Linked DNA regions of Arachis hypogaea: region 1 is linked to region 2. Evidence: chromatin contacts called from public Hi-C data. All regions are on one chromosome and are shown on one strand. Each heading gives the region's core, a stretch centred on a gene start, on an enhancer-like site or on the middle of the called end of the contact. The rest is flanking DNA. Distances are from core to core; before and after follow the strand shown. Region 1 holds the start of LOC112720265 (probable tetraacyldisaccharide 4'-kinase, mitochondrial). Region 2 holds the start of LOC112720257.

What was found. A called contact is a pair of places that touch in the nucleus more often than the background predicts.
Region 1: a contact with region 2 is called in a Hi-C map of leaf, with 1.6 times the contacts expected there. The contact joins the promoter of LOC112720265 here to the promoter of LOC112720257 in region 2. A contact is called at or near these places in 2 of 8 Hi-C or Micro-C datasets (both in leaf).

The regions. Positions count from the first base shown.
Region 1 is chr11:11,815,231-11,822,359 of arahy.Tifrunner.gnm2.J5K5, forward strand. It overlaps LOC112720265 (probable tetraacyldisaccharide 4'-kinase, mitochondrial), which reads right to left and starts at 4,437. Exons shown (of 8, transcript XM_025771144.3): 1 at 4,240-4,437; 2 at 4,043-4,171; 3 at 2,553-2,786; 4 at 2,194-2,343; 5 at 1,849-2,058; 6 at 1,547-1,606; 7 at 1,267-1,347; 8 at 872-1,188. The coding sequence starts at 4,105. The coding sequence ends at 1,027.
Region 2 is chr11:11,686,958-11,693,817 of arahy.Tifrunner.gnm2.J5K5, forward strand. It overlaps LOC112720257, which reads right to left and starts at 1,642. Exons shown (of 2, transcript XR_011867268.1): 1 at 1,337-1,642. It overlaps LOC112720259, which reads right to left. Exons shown (of 5, transcript XM_025771138.3): 2 at 3,864-4,221; 3 at 2,778-2,885; 4 at 2,535-2,599; 5 at 2,092-2,443. The coding sequence starts at 3,950. The coding sequence ends at 2,296.

The DNA of each region.
Region 1 (7,129 bases), core at 3,187-5,686, 130 kb after region 2:
TTCTTTTGCCTCCCGAATCTATTTCGAAAACGCCATCATGCTTTGCTACCTTGTTAGTGACATTTCCTGTAGGCTGTAGCCTGTAGGAGTCACACGTCCATATTACACACATTTTAATTTTATACCTCATTTTTCAATTAATTTAAATTACTCACACCCAACCAAGTTGGGTTGGTCTAGTGGTTAGCTCACTAGTCCGCTTAAGCAAGTGTCGGGGGTTCGAATCCCGCCTTGTGCATGCAGCAACCCATTGGCCAGCGGCAAACCCTTAAATGGAGCTCAGTACCGCGACGGATTAGTCCTTGACCTGTCGGGTTGGGGGATACCGTGGGAAACCAAAAAAAAAAATTACTCACACCCATAAATAAAATTATTACCATCCAAACTTAAAATGCAAGTCCATTTTTTCTTTCTTTTTGAAGTATTATAAAAACACTTGCTTGCTTGCCTTTTTCAACTTATTTTCTAGATTTCAATCAAAGTATCAAACCCACAATTAGAAACACGTGTTACATGCAATGGTACAAGATTCCTAATTTTACTATAATGTTATTTGAATATTTGTGAAAAACCATATGCCCATATACTCTAATCTACTATTAGATATTTAATGGACCATGGTAGAATTGAGCAGGAAAAAAACTCTCAACTCTAAAGTGAAGAGAGTAGTTAAGCAATAAAAATATAAAATAAGAAATTAATCATCATTGAATTCGTAAGATCTATGTTCAATCTATCACATATGAACCGTATCATCTTAATGTTAGTGATTAATCAGTTAATTTTTCGCTTTACCAATCTTTCACTTTAAAAAACCTTGGTTCGTATGGAGCCCATACCCCCCATCAAATGGTGGATGAAAATGTCAACATTTCAAAAAATATTATGTAGAACTAACATTACTCATAATCAATGTACTAATTTCGGGGACCAGTAACATGGCTGCAAAAGAGAGGGCCTATCAAATGATACTGGGATAGTTAACCATATGCATGCATGAAAAGCAGAGCTTACAACAACCTAAGACTAATTTTCTGCAGGAAATTTTAATCTCAAGTGGTCCTTTAGAAAATTCTTAAAGCTATCCTCTGTACTTCCTTTATAGGACATAACCATCAATGTAGAACACACAACAAAAGTTTTAAATGGATACAGCTGTTTGAGAATCTCCGGGTCCCTATCATAATCCTGCCAAGACAAAAGTTTAATTAAAAATAGGGGGTTATGAATATAGAAACAAACCTATACATAAAAATATGAGCATACCTTTTCAGTAATAACAACTATGGGCTTGGAACCAAACTTGCCCTCTAATTCTTTTAGCTTGGCTCTGATCAACTCAATATCCTAGATTAGTATGAGGAAAAAAAGAATATCCTAGTAAATGTTTTTTTTTTAAATAAAATTAAGAAACAAGAGGAAATTTAAATGGCGTGGCTTGGCAGCACAGGTGCAAAGAATGTGGTTTAAATGGTGACTTGAAATAACAGTATGTAATCAGTCAGAAAAATATTTCTTTGAAATTCAGGAGATATATATAACGTACCTTGACATGGAATGCATGATGATCACTGAAATCTACTCGATCAACATAACATGCACCCATCTGCATCAAGTAGTTTTCACTTTAGAGATAAAAAGAGATAACAACAGGGACCTCGAAGCGAAAACCACTTAAAAGGTAAGTAAAAGTATAGCTAGATAGCACAGCATAAAAGGGGGTTGGTGTGAGTTACTAATCATGTCTGGAACATACAAGTTTTAACAAGTGAAAATACAACTGGCCAATTGATATGTTTATGTTTAGTTATGCTATTTAGAAGAGGAATGATTATTAAGGAGGAATACCTTCTGAATTTTCTTCACAAAAGATTCTGCGGAACCAATAGCCGAAACACATAATATAGTAGCTTTATGGAGAGCTGTCAACGGTATATTGGCATTGGTATTACCCACCTCAAATAAGTAAGTTGGATCCATTTTTGAGAAGAAAAGTGGAATCGACTCTTTGATTCCTCGGATTGTTGACTCAATATCCTTGAGAATATTCTCAGACACCTATGAACCACCCGAAGTACATTGTCAGTAAGCAAATCTATATACCAACCAAATGACTAAATTCAAACTGATAAAAGGAACTTTACAAAAACATTTGCAAATTATTTCCTTGAAGAAGGTATCGCTTTAGCATACCAGGTCTGCATGATGGATTACAACTGCATCTGCTCGTTTAAGTGCAGTCAAGGGTTCCCTCAAAGGTCCAAGTGGCAAAAGCTGAAGGTTGCCCCAAAGAGTCAATCCATTAACCATTACAATATCCAAATCACGCCACAAACTCCAGTGCTACCTTACATACAGAAGATAACATTTACAGCAACTTCTTGTCAAACAAAATGAACATAGGTAATTAAGCAAGCCAAAAGCAGGGCTCAGTATTTCCAGTATCATACTTAACACTAAATCATAAACCATACCTCAATAAACAAAAAAAAGGTTGCAAAGGAAATTACTTTTCTATATCGTTCTTTGGTGGGTGCAATAGTTGGCATTACCTGCATTGCATCATCAAGAACTACAGCACCAATATTTTCTGAATCAACAGAAACATTCAACTCATGACCCAGCTGCTGTTTCCTATACCATGAACTCTCTCTGGTATCAACATAGCCATATCTTTGGATGAATTGACTTGCAACAGCAGCTCGATTTGCGCCAACACCAAACTTAGTTGGTGTCCAAAGTAAATGCCTACGAAGCATGTTGACTTCATCACCACCTGCATAACCCTGCCAGAATAAGCAACATATGAAACCAGATAGGCAAGTTACAAATTAAAATACACAATAGTATTGCTTCAGCTAGGATTTTGGCATGAAAGGTCAAATATATCTTCCATCAGTTATGATGCCAAAGGAGATAAGCCTTAAAATTTGATCATTAAATTATAATCCTATTTGCACAAAAAATAAAAAGTGTACTTTTTCCTTTGTAACACACACATCATGTATCAGACAAGATATGAATGCATAACACCATGAACTGCTGATATTTCAGGGACCGCTTAGTCCAATAATAGGGGCCACTTAGTCTAGTAACAAGAGCCGCTTAGACTAATTATTTGGATGGTTGGGAACTAGTTAGGAATTTTTGAATTGTGAAGGAGAGCTGTCTTTCGAGCAAATGGTCAGCGGTCGGCAAGATATTTACTCTCAAATTTATGTATAAAGAAAAGGAAGTGTATTGAAGTCAGTTCAGCTATTGGCCTTAGATAGTGTATAAAAGAAGTAGACCAAGTGGAAGAGAGCTTTCGAGATTGTTGTTGTTGTTGTTGTTGTTGGTGGTGGTGGTGGTGAGGTGTAGTGAGGGAGAGGTTGGGGACGAAATTCAGGTGGAGGTGACAGTGGGTGGGGTGGCAACGGGGTGAGGGAGGGGTGATGGTGATATTGAGGAGGAGATGATGATGTTGATGTTGATGAAGCAGGTGGGGTGCTGGAGATGATGAGGGAGGGACCGGATGAGAGATAATATTAGGATGATTAAGAAGGGATTATCATAGGAGTAATTAGGAAAAAAGTTATTTTGACTAACTTTCACCACCAAAAATTTAATAAAAGAAAAGGCTTTCTTTACTGATCTGCCGCCATTTTGCAAATTTATCACCAGATTGACGCTGAATAAAATTAAAACTTATTTCATTTAAAATTTATTCAAAGAACAGATACAGATATTTTTAAAACTTTTCGAAATCATAACGACAAAAAATATACTTTACCCTAATAATTAATCATATGCACATTGCTGCAGGGTATTGCTAGCCTACATCCTATACTTTTAATGTTCTATTACAGGATTTTTCTGGCAATACACCTGGGATGCAACCTGTAAGAATATGTGTAAATGCTAGTATTATCATTTATCCAACAATGACAACTAAACCACCTATGATATCTCGCCAATAATGATATAAGTATGGAAATTGCAAAATTCAGGCCCATTAACTAAACTAAAAAAGATGGACAAGCAAGGAAGGAGAAGAGAGTACCCTTGAAAGAATGAGAGGTGAAATTCCAAAATGACACAACCAGCGAGCTATAAACTCAACCATGGGCGTCTTCCCATTTCCTCCCCAGCTCAAATTCCCAACGCTAACAACAGCAACTGGCAAACTAATCTTACAATCAAAAACACAAAATTACAGCTCTGCCCTTTCGAAACAAAGTTAGGGAGAAGAAGGGTTACCGGTGGACTGGGAAGAAGCCGTGTCGGTAGAGAGAGTGGCGAAGTGAGAGAGCGAGTTTGTAGAGAGAGGAGGCAATGGAAAGGAGAGGGATGAGAGAGCGGTGAAGACGACAGAGCTTACGAGGGTTGCGAGCGTAAGCTATCTCATTCACTGCTCTCCTCACTTTTTCCATATTCCTGCTTCTTTTGGACGGGGAATGAAAGGAATGGCCACCGGATTTTTTATTTAAATAAATTAAAAAAATATTTTATTTACTCAAATAAATAATTTTAAAAATTATTACAGAAATACGTAGGATTACTGTAAATGAAATAAGATAATATGCGTGATACGTGTATATCTCGTTTTACAGTATAAACGAGATACATGCAAATTTATCTCGTTTACACTATAAACGAGATACATGTTAAATTATAACATTTACATAGTAAATAAGATACAGTAATACAAACTTCCAACAGCTATAAAAGGATGTGCAACTTTTGTCATTCTCTACATACATTTTATACTTCTTCTCCTCCATTTTTCTTCCCAAAAATAGGTAAAAATATCCAATAGTAGCAGATATGTGGTTGTCTGTGTGTATTCCAATTGTCGTATGAGGAACAGTGACAATGTGGTGATATTTGAGTGTGATAATCCGTTGGTATTGTGCACTCGGCGAGTAAGTTCGTTGTTCGAGTTGAAGAGTCTGATATTGAGCAACCTTGGTGGTTTAGGGAGAAAAGAGGTCGGATGGTTGGGAAGTTTTTCGGTTCTGCCTGTTTCAACAACAAAGCGACGAGCATGTGCAACTCATGCTTGACATCTATGGGAGAATAATGACGGAACAAGTGATGGAGGTTTCCGCCGAGGTTGGTGATGTTGGTGGCAGTGGATCCGCCCACTCGACCTTTGTGCAGGATACACACCTCTCGCACCACCATCGATTCATGTTGCTAGTCCAGTGGAAGACATGGACGTCGGTGATGAAGACTCTGACAAAGAGTATGTTGCAGATAGCAACGATATTGATTCGTCTGAAGATGATGATGAGCAGGAGTTTGTACCGGAGACATCGGCCGAGGCAGCGATGCACTATATGTTGACTCCCCCTTCCCCTCCACACCCGATTGGCACTATCAGATGTACCAGGTCACTATCATGCATTGGATCTGAATGCGATACATGAGAAATCTCCTTTTTCGAACACCGGAGAAGACAATTACAACCTAGACGGTGAGGTGGAGTTTCATGTCGGCCACAGTTTCAAAAGCAAAGATACAGTAATGTAGGGTGTGAAGAACTACAGCATCTGCAGAAGTGTTGAGTATCGAGTGATCAAATCGAACCAATTGAAGTACCATGTGCATTACCGCCAAGCTGCAACTAAATGTCCCTGGAGTCTCCGTGTATCCCTCCGACAGAACCTCGGATACTGGTGAGGTCAAGTTTAATTGTAGCGTATTTACTCATTTATGATTGCTATATCTAGTGTAGTTTCCAACCATGAGTGTTTTATTTTGTTAGGGAGGTCCGAAGAGTTGGTGGAGCGCATACGTGTCTAGCACCCACCATGTCCCAAGACCATCGACAGTTGGACAGCAGCCTCATATGCAAGGTCATCCTGCCGTTGATACAGTCCAACCCATTCGTCAGCATCCCTGTCCTGTATGGTGCAGTTTGACAAAGCTATCACCTCAAACCCTCGTATAGAAAGGTCTGGATGGCGAAGCAAAAGACAATTGCGCAGATATACAGAGACTGGGAGGAGTCATACAATAAGGTGCTGAAGCTTCTACAAGCACTGCAGAGTTGTTGTCCCAGAACGATATGCGAGCTCAGGGCCGTACCTTACTATGAAGGGCACCTTATGGTCCGCGAGCTCAATTAGGTGTTGCTTCATTATCCAATTCACAATTCATCGATTCTTGCTTGAATACTTTTATGCTTCTTTATTACTTGTTTGTTTATCTTAACCAACAAGTCTCTTTTAAAGTATTTCAAGCACACTAGGATGAGTGAAATGCATGTTATTTTGTATACTTGTGACCTAGTTATCCATGCTAGTGTGTGTGTGTTCTAAATCGTGTACAGCTTAAAATTCACACACTTGTTTTCTTCATGTCACAAACTTATTCACTCACCTCATTCTAGTGAATACCACCTCATTCCAATACTCTTTGCTTCCTTGTTTTTGCATTCACTCATCTTATTATCTTATCTTCTATTTCTCATGGATGAGTCACTATATACAACAAGAAAAGCGGGAGAAAGAGCGCGCAGCAGCCGATTGATCCACCAGTTGAAGGTGGCAATCCGAAGTCACCATACCCCCCGTTGCTCACCTTTAGTTGCACCCCGGACGGTGCAACTTAAGTGTGGGGAGGTCGTCTCCGATCGGCAATCTTGGGTGTCATACTCTAATCCTAACACTTGCACATTCTTTTTGAATTTTTGGTTGTATTTTTCTTAGTTTGTATATATCTTAGAGCTTTAATTACATTCTCTCTTAGTTTATTGCATGTCTTTGCATACATATAACAAGCTTAGTTAATTTAATGAAAATTTTCAAGAAAACTTTCCATTATATAGGGCATTGGTATCCTAATTGATTTGAGTTGGAACTTTTGATTGAAACTTGCTTGAAATATATTGTGGAATTTGTTTTTGAGCTAAGAACACACAACCTTGTGAGTTTTGAGCCTCATTGTGTGGTTACATCATATAACCACTACTTTTATTCTTGTGTGTGTTATTCTCTTTTTATGATTGCAATCTTTGATTTGTTTGACTCTTTATGTCCATTGCTTGATGTATATATGCATTTATATGATTGAGGCCATCTTTTCATTAAGCTCACTTGTCCCAAATAGCCTACCATTTTATCTTCCTTTGTTAACCAACTTT
Region 2 (6,860 bases), core at 392-2,891:
TATTTTTTGTACTATCATATAACTTATTATAGAATAATATAATGATGATTATATTAATTTCATCTTTTAAATCGATTTACTCTGGAATATGATTTTCCAAATTTTTGTTTGCACGTATTAGTAATTGTTATATTTATTTAAAAAAAATTAATAATAATCGTTTCCAACTTCCAATTGCAATGTGCATTTATGGATGTGTACAGGAATATGTTCACGTGTTATTGACTGAAACAACAGAAAGATATAACTTAAAGAAAATAGATACCAAGAACATTTTTAAAAGAGTGTTTTTACTTTGATAGAAAAGTATTAGAAAGATAATAAATTTTATAATTTGTAATTATTATTAGTATTTTTAATAGTATAAAATTTTATTTAATTATATAAAATTATCCATTTTTTTTTGTTAAGTGGTTAAATTTTAATAAAAATATTTACTTTCTAAATTTTTTTTTTTGATATTGTCAAAAAATAAATTTATTTAAAATTAAAATTTATATTAAAATTAATTAATAAAATAAAATTAGTATCACCTTAAAAATATAATATTACTTTTATCGAAAATCAATAAAAAAGATGCTATTGGTATAAATATATTAATAAAATAATTAAAAATAATATAAAAATTTGTAACCATCTATCTCCCTCTGACATTTCTAACCACATGTTAAACCAGTGAGAGAGGGCATTAATTATGATCCATAGGTAACTCTCAAGTGTCCAACGTGGCAGATGATGTTAACAATGTCATACAAATCCTCTCCCTCTTCATTCCCACTTCAAAAGAACTCTTTCTTCTTCTCATCTTCTTCACCCAAATAAAACCATAAGCCCCAATTTGTGAAGGCAGAAGGATAGAAGATTAAAGAGGGACCATAGATAATTTTGAAGAGAAAATGTCAAGGTGCTAAATGACGAACTCACCTGCATCATATGTGAGTTTCACTGTCGCTAGAAATTCAATTGTGAAGAGAAAGAATGAGAATAAGGTCGATGGGAGGTGCTTTATGCCGTTAACGACTTTACATTTTTTGACAATGTACCAGTGTACCACAATGCTGTTAGTTGCAACAATTGATGTTGGGATCCCAAGTTTTATGACCCAAATTTTTTTTCTAAAATCAGAACAGTAACAATTTCTTACTTCAAACATAACATAGATCATCAACCAAATCACAAACTAAAAATAGAAAAAAAAAAAAAAAAAAAACTATACAGCAACGGGAACAGGAACAATAACGACGCAAATCCTAACCCCGATTTCATGCATAGATGAAGAACATGCAGAAAATCACTCAAACAAATTACATAATCAAGTGAGAATGAAATTTCAGACCTTATCTTACATAATTGCAAGTGTTGTCTCCTCCAACAGTGGCTCTTGCTCCCCCGCGATTGTTCTCCCTTCTCGCAAGTGGCCTCCGACGACTGCACAAACCCGACTCGCAAACGATGAACGACAACTCCGTTGGATTGATTGGAATGGAATTCGCCATTGTTGGGAAGCTCTCTCTTCTCTTCGCACCAAACCATTCTTCCCCTAACTTGTTTTAAAGCTTTCTCTTCTTAGGTTAAATATGTAAATTCCACCTATAATTTTAATTTTTAAGACAAATATTGATAGTTACAACCCTGTTAAATTAGTCATAGTATTGTTGGCGCTTCCATCTTTCATGGCCAGAAATGAGACAAATTTTATTTTTAATTTTAAATTATTATTTATAACATATAATTCCACAAATGTTTATGTAGCATCTTATGAAATCTAAAATAAAATTAAAATTAGAACTAGTATTGAAAATATTCTAATGAGCAAATAATATTTGCTCTTATTTTTCTTTTATGGCACTACAAAAAATGCATTAATTATCATGAATTCTTTTTGGATTTGAAAATTCATTAAATCTCCACCTTCATCTTCTTGTAATGATTACTCTGGTGTGGTGGTTTAATTGGTTTTTTTTTTTCTGGACACAGATTATAACAACAATTTTACGGAAATACTCATACGGAATAAGAAACATGACCGTTATAGGGATTTTGGCAGGGTTCAGATGACTCTAGCAAATAATTGAAATGGAAGAAAAGAAATGGGTCAAGAAGGACACTCCTTTATTTCTTTCATCCTTTGATAATTAGTGAATACTTCACTGAAACACTATTCTTCACATCTCATACAAAATTCAGTTTTTCAATTTCAACAGATGAAGCTATCCAAAGACAAGCACAAGTTTCATGATGTCAACTGACACAATTTCAAACCAGTTTTGGCCAATCAAGAAGCGGATGCCTGCATCATTTTTTTCCGCGTGGATCCCGGCTTAGCCCATATTTCTTCAGTGTTTCGATGTAATTTCTCATGAGGGTAAACTTGTTACTTCCCAGGTGATAGAAATAATCCCACGAATAGATTCCGGTTTTGTGCAAGTCATCAAAATTAAGCCTGAACAATCCAATTCATCAACTATGCATCACATTCCAGTTTGAAGGATTTAGATATTGAAATTTAGATCTAATGTCTAAGTTTGATGTACCTTACCCCGTAGTTCCCTACCGGTTCTGCAGACATGATTCCCACGTGCCGTCTCCCAGATATTACCTGGTTCGAGGGATCAATTGGAATGTAGTCAAATCAAAACAACAGAAAAAGAAGTAACAAGGAAGATTAATCAGACAAGAGATCTCATTGATTCAATTATCAAAGTGTACTAAAACTCAGGATATAGTTTCCAAATGGTGCAGTTGAAAAAGCATTCTGAGTTGCAGAAAGCAAGTACCTTTTCACCTCCAATTGATCTGATTTTTCCATCAACTGCAGGACTGTTTATTCTTAGAAACTCAGCCGACAACTTGAATACATGACCATCGGCAAATTCCACCTCCACCTGAGAACAGTCCAGGAATCATGCATAAGGAGGGTTAATAAGCATAATTTCTCCAAGAGAAAGATGTTTCAAGATGCAAGAACAATATGATAAGTAAGGATACAACAGAAGCAAAGCCTTTAACCACTACGAGTCATGTATAGAGTGTAACAACAGCTAACATTAGGAGAGTTCAGTGTAATTAACACAAAACAATAATGCTTTCCTTCTTTTCTACAGCTTCCAATTGCGTAATGATGATACAACTTAAAACACCCTTTCAAACCCAAATAGCACAATACTCAACCCAGTTATACCCTAGTTAGATACACAACATTCTTTCTTTTCTTTTCTTTTCTTTTCTGTAAATACTAAATGATATATAAGAAGAATACCATTCAGTATTTACAGCGTGTACCTTTCTAATCTTTCAACATGTCTGTGAAAGAAACACATTCAAAAAATTCATGACTTTTACACCAAATAGAGGCCAAACAACTCATCCTATCCCATGGTGAATTATACTCCAACCAAATACTTCAGATATGGTGTATAGTGCACTATGGCAAAAAGATTTCTTTCTCTCTTTTAGGCCTTCATATCATGAATCAAATGGGCCTTTAATATATTTGGGTCACCAAAAGTGTTCAAGCCATGAAAAACCCAAACAAAACAACAGTCAATATTCCATAGTCTCTCTCCTTCGGGATTCAATTAAAGGTGCATAAGTCAAATAAATTAGTAAATTACAGGAATGTTTTACTAATATTAAGTAACATTTTCTTATATTTGTGGCTAAATTTTCCTTCTAAACTTCGACTTATAAGAAAAATTCAAATTTACCCTATTCTCGGAAAAAAGGAATGTACATTTTTTCAAGGCAAGCTAAGAAACAAACTTTCATATTCTAACCCAATCATGTAGTAAACAATATTAAAAAAATAACAAATAAAAATTGAAAATTTTCCTTTTTGACTAAAAAAGGGAAGAAGTGCTAACCAATTTTGGGGCTTGAAGAGAGAATCTGGTGAGTCGGGGCATAGCCTCTGCCACTGTGTTGATACTCCGAATCGCAGCCATGACCATCAAGGAAGCAAGGGGTTTGATCGAATTCTCTTTTTCTTTTCCTTTATCCCTAAGTCAGGCTATATCCTTTGTTTGTTTGTAGAAAGATTTTGCAATGTCTGTGCTCAACAATTTTCCAAAACAACGCAATACAGACCAAAGCAACAGATTCAAAACTACTCACTATATCAGCATCACGATTGTGTCGAAAGATGATTCTTCAGTCCAATAAATATTGGAATCAGCAATTTAGGATTCTGGGACGAGAACCTCTAAAAGAAACAAAACGATTCTACAATAAAGAGAGATGCCAAGAAAGTTAGAAGGATAAGGGATGCAAATATTAGAATCAAGGTTTGGAAAACTAGTCTGGACCAAGGTTCTGAAAACCGGACCGGTTATCGAACCACTCTAGTCACTGGTTTACTAGTTTAATAGTTTAACCGGTTCAACTGGAAAAACCGTTTTATATTAAAATAATAAATAAATTATAAATAAACACTCTAAAATATAATTATAGTCTAATATAAACTTTAAAATATCTTAAGATCTTTAGATAAAGTACAAACTTAAATATTTTAATGAACTGAAGGTTTTGCTTTCAAAGTTTGCTATAAGAGAAACCAAAATCCTTTCTTCATCCTATAAATGTTTGCTTTGATGACATTAATCAATAAAGCAATTACATCGAAAACATATCAAACCATTTCCAACTCTGGTTTAAATTTGTCCAAGCAACAAAAAAAAGAATGAAGGTTTCGTCACCGAAAAAAAAAGAATGAAAGTTCCTCGAAGTAGCAGCTGAACAATCCACATCATTTAACACAAACTAGAAGTTTAGAAACCTCATTCTTCCATAGCTGCAGGCTCAAAGCTATCGCCACCTAAATCTAACCTGCCACCTAACATACCACAAATTTCTAATCAAGAGGAGACTCAAACCTGCAGACTCACAGTAAAATTGTATTCACTTGAGGAGACTCAAAACAAATCAGGAAAAGCAAAAGGATTTCACAATAACCCAGAGCTAAACTTGACATTTTAATGCTCCTTCATCGTGTTACTCAATAAATCATCAAAACAGCCACAATCCAAGCACATGTAAATCACAAAACTTAACCTTACACTTGTCTATTAAAAGCTCAGTTACTAATATGCAAGGTCAATTATTAGAGCGTGATCCTCAAAATCTTAGTAAAACAACACATAATTTCGATTCAGCAACATTAAACCAAGATAATCGATATTGATCAGCATCATGCCATAATTCATCTTATTATGTATTTATAAGCGTAGATAGATTTATTATCAAAGACTGGAATTAATTCCAACATATCTTCAGAAATCAAATAAGAATTCACAAAAGTTATTTATGTCCTCCAAATTACCTCCATATTTATGCCACAATGAAACTTATCTCACATATGCAATAGTTAGCACTTTAGCAGCTTCTCATGATTATTGCTCTTTAAAAGATCATTCTCCTTGTCTAGAATAATTTCTATTTAAAAAACAGTTTTTTTTGTCGAAGTGATAAACTACTGTAGTTATGGGAATAGAAGAGCAAGAATGAGCAGTGAATCCGTAACACAGGCAATGCAATTTATTATCAACCAGTAACCCAGTAACAGAGTCATCAAAATTGAAATTTATCATCACGCAGTGAGCAAAGCCAATCAACCAAAAACAAACGCTCAGCAACACAGTGACACACAAAACATCAGCATAGAAAAACCAAAGCTAATCAATAATCACAACACATTCAATAATCAATAATCAGTAAATTAAAATAATAAAATCACCACACACACAAAACAGCAGCATAGCAGAACCAACCAGAGAAATAAATTTAACACATCAGAAATTACCAAAACACACAAATAAATTAAAAGAAAGCTACAAACCCTAAGATGGAGGACCCGGTGTGTCTGAGGGTCGCGGACGACATTCACCGCTGCGAGGAGGACGGCTGAGAAGCAGACAGCGGCGCACCTGAGAAGCGGATGACGGCTTGACCGACAGGAGGAGGAAACACGGCGCTTGCGATGATTCTTCCTCTATATGAGCGCGACGGCGACGTGTCTTCCTCCGTGCGAGCACAGCGACATGTCTTCCTCCATGCGAGAGTGACGCGGAGGAGCGGCGTGTGCGGGGTATCACGGGAGAGAGGAGAGTGAGAGACCCGAGAGTTCGTGGAGGATGAGAGCAGGGGTTGGAGACTTCGGGGCAGTGGCTATAAGGACGGACGGCGACAGTGGATCGACGGACCGGCGGCGGCAGCAGCTAGGGTTGGAGAAGGGGGAGTGATTAGATGTCTGCAGCTTCAGTGAGAGAGTGAGATGCGAAGAGTGAAGAGTGAGATGTGTAGCTCAGGTTGGTTCGTTTAAACGTTTAAGCAAAAAACGACGCCGTTTTTACCGAACTGGCCGGTTTTCAATCCAATCCAACCGGCCGATTTCTGCCCGATTTACCAGTTTTCTATCGATTTTTATTTTAACGGTTTTGTATACTTGATCGGACCGTTTATACCTCCGGTTCGCAGTTAGACCGATCCAACTCTCAGAACTATGGTCCGGACATCAAACTGTTCGGGCGGTCCAAGTTTCAACCGTAAGGTTTAATCAAAATTCAACCAGAATAACTAGATTATAATAAAATGATATATAATATATTAATTATTAAATCATAAATACGAACACAGTTATAAAAAAACCCTCTGTAAATTCAAAAATACATAAAAATTCAAAATTATAACTAGAGTCTCATATTCTCATAATCTCATACAATAACTCACTATCCACAGGTACTTGTTCATTAATATTTGACAAAAAGACAAATAGGTCCCTGAGCTTTTGGTCCGTGGACATTTTCGTCCCTGAGCATTTGAAAATACTTTTAAATTCCCGACCTTAGTAAATTTTGGACGGATGA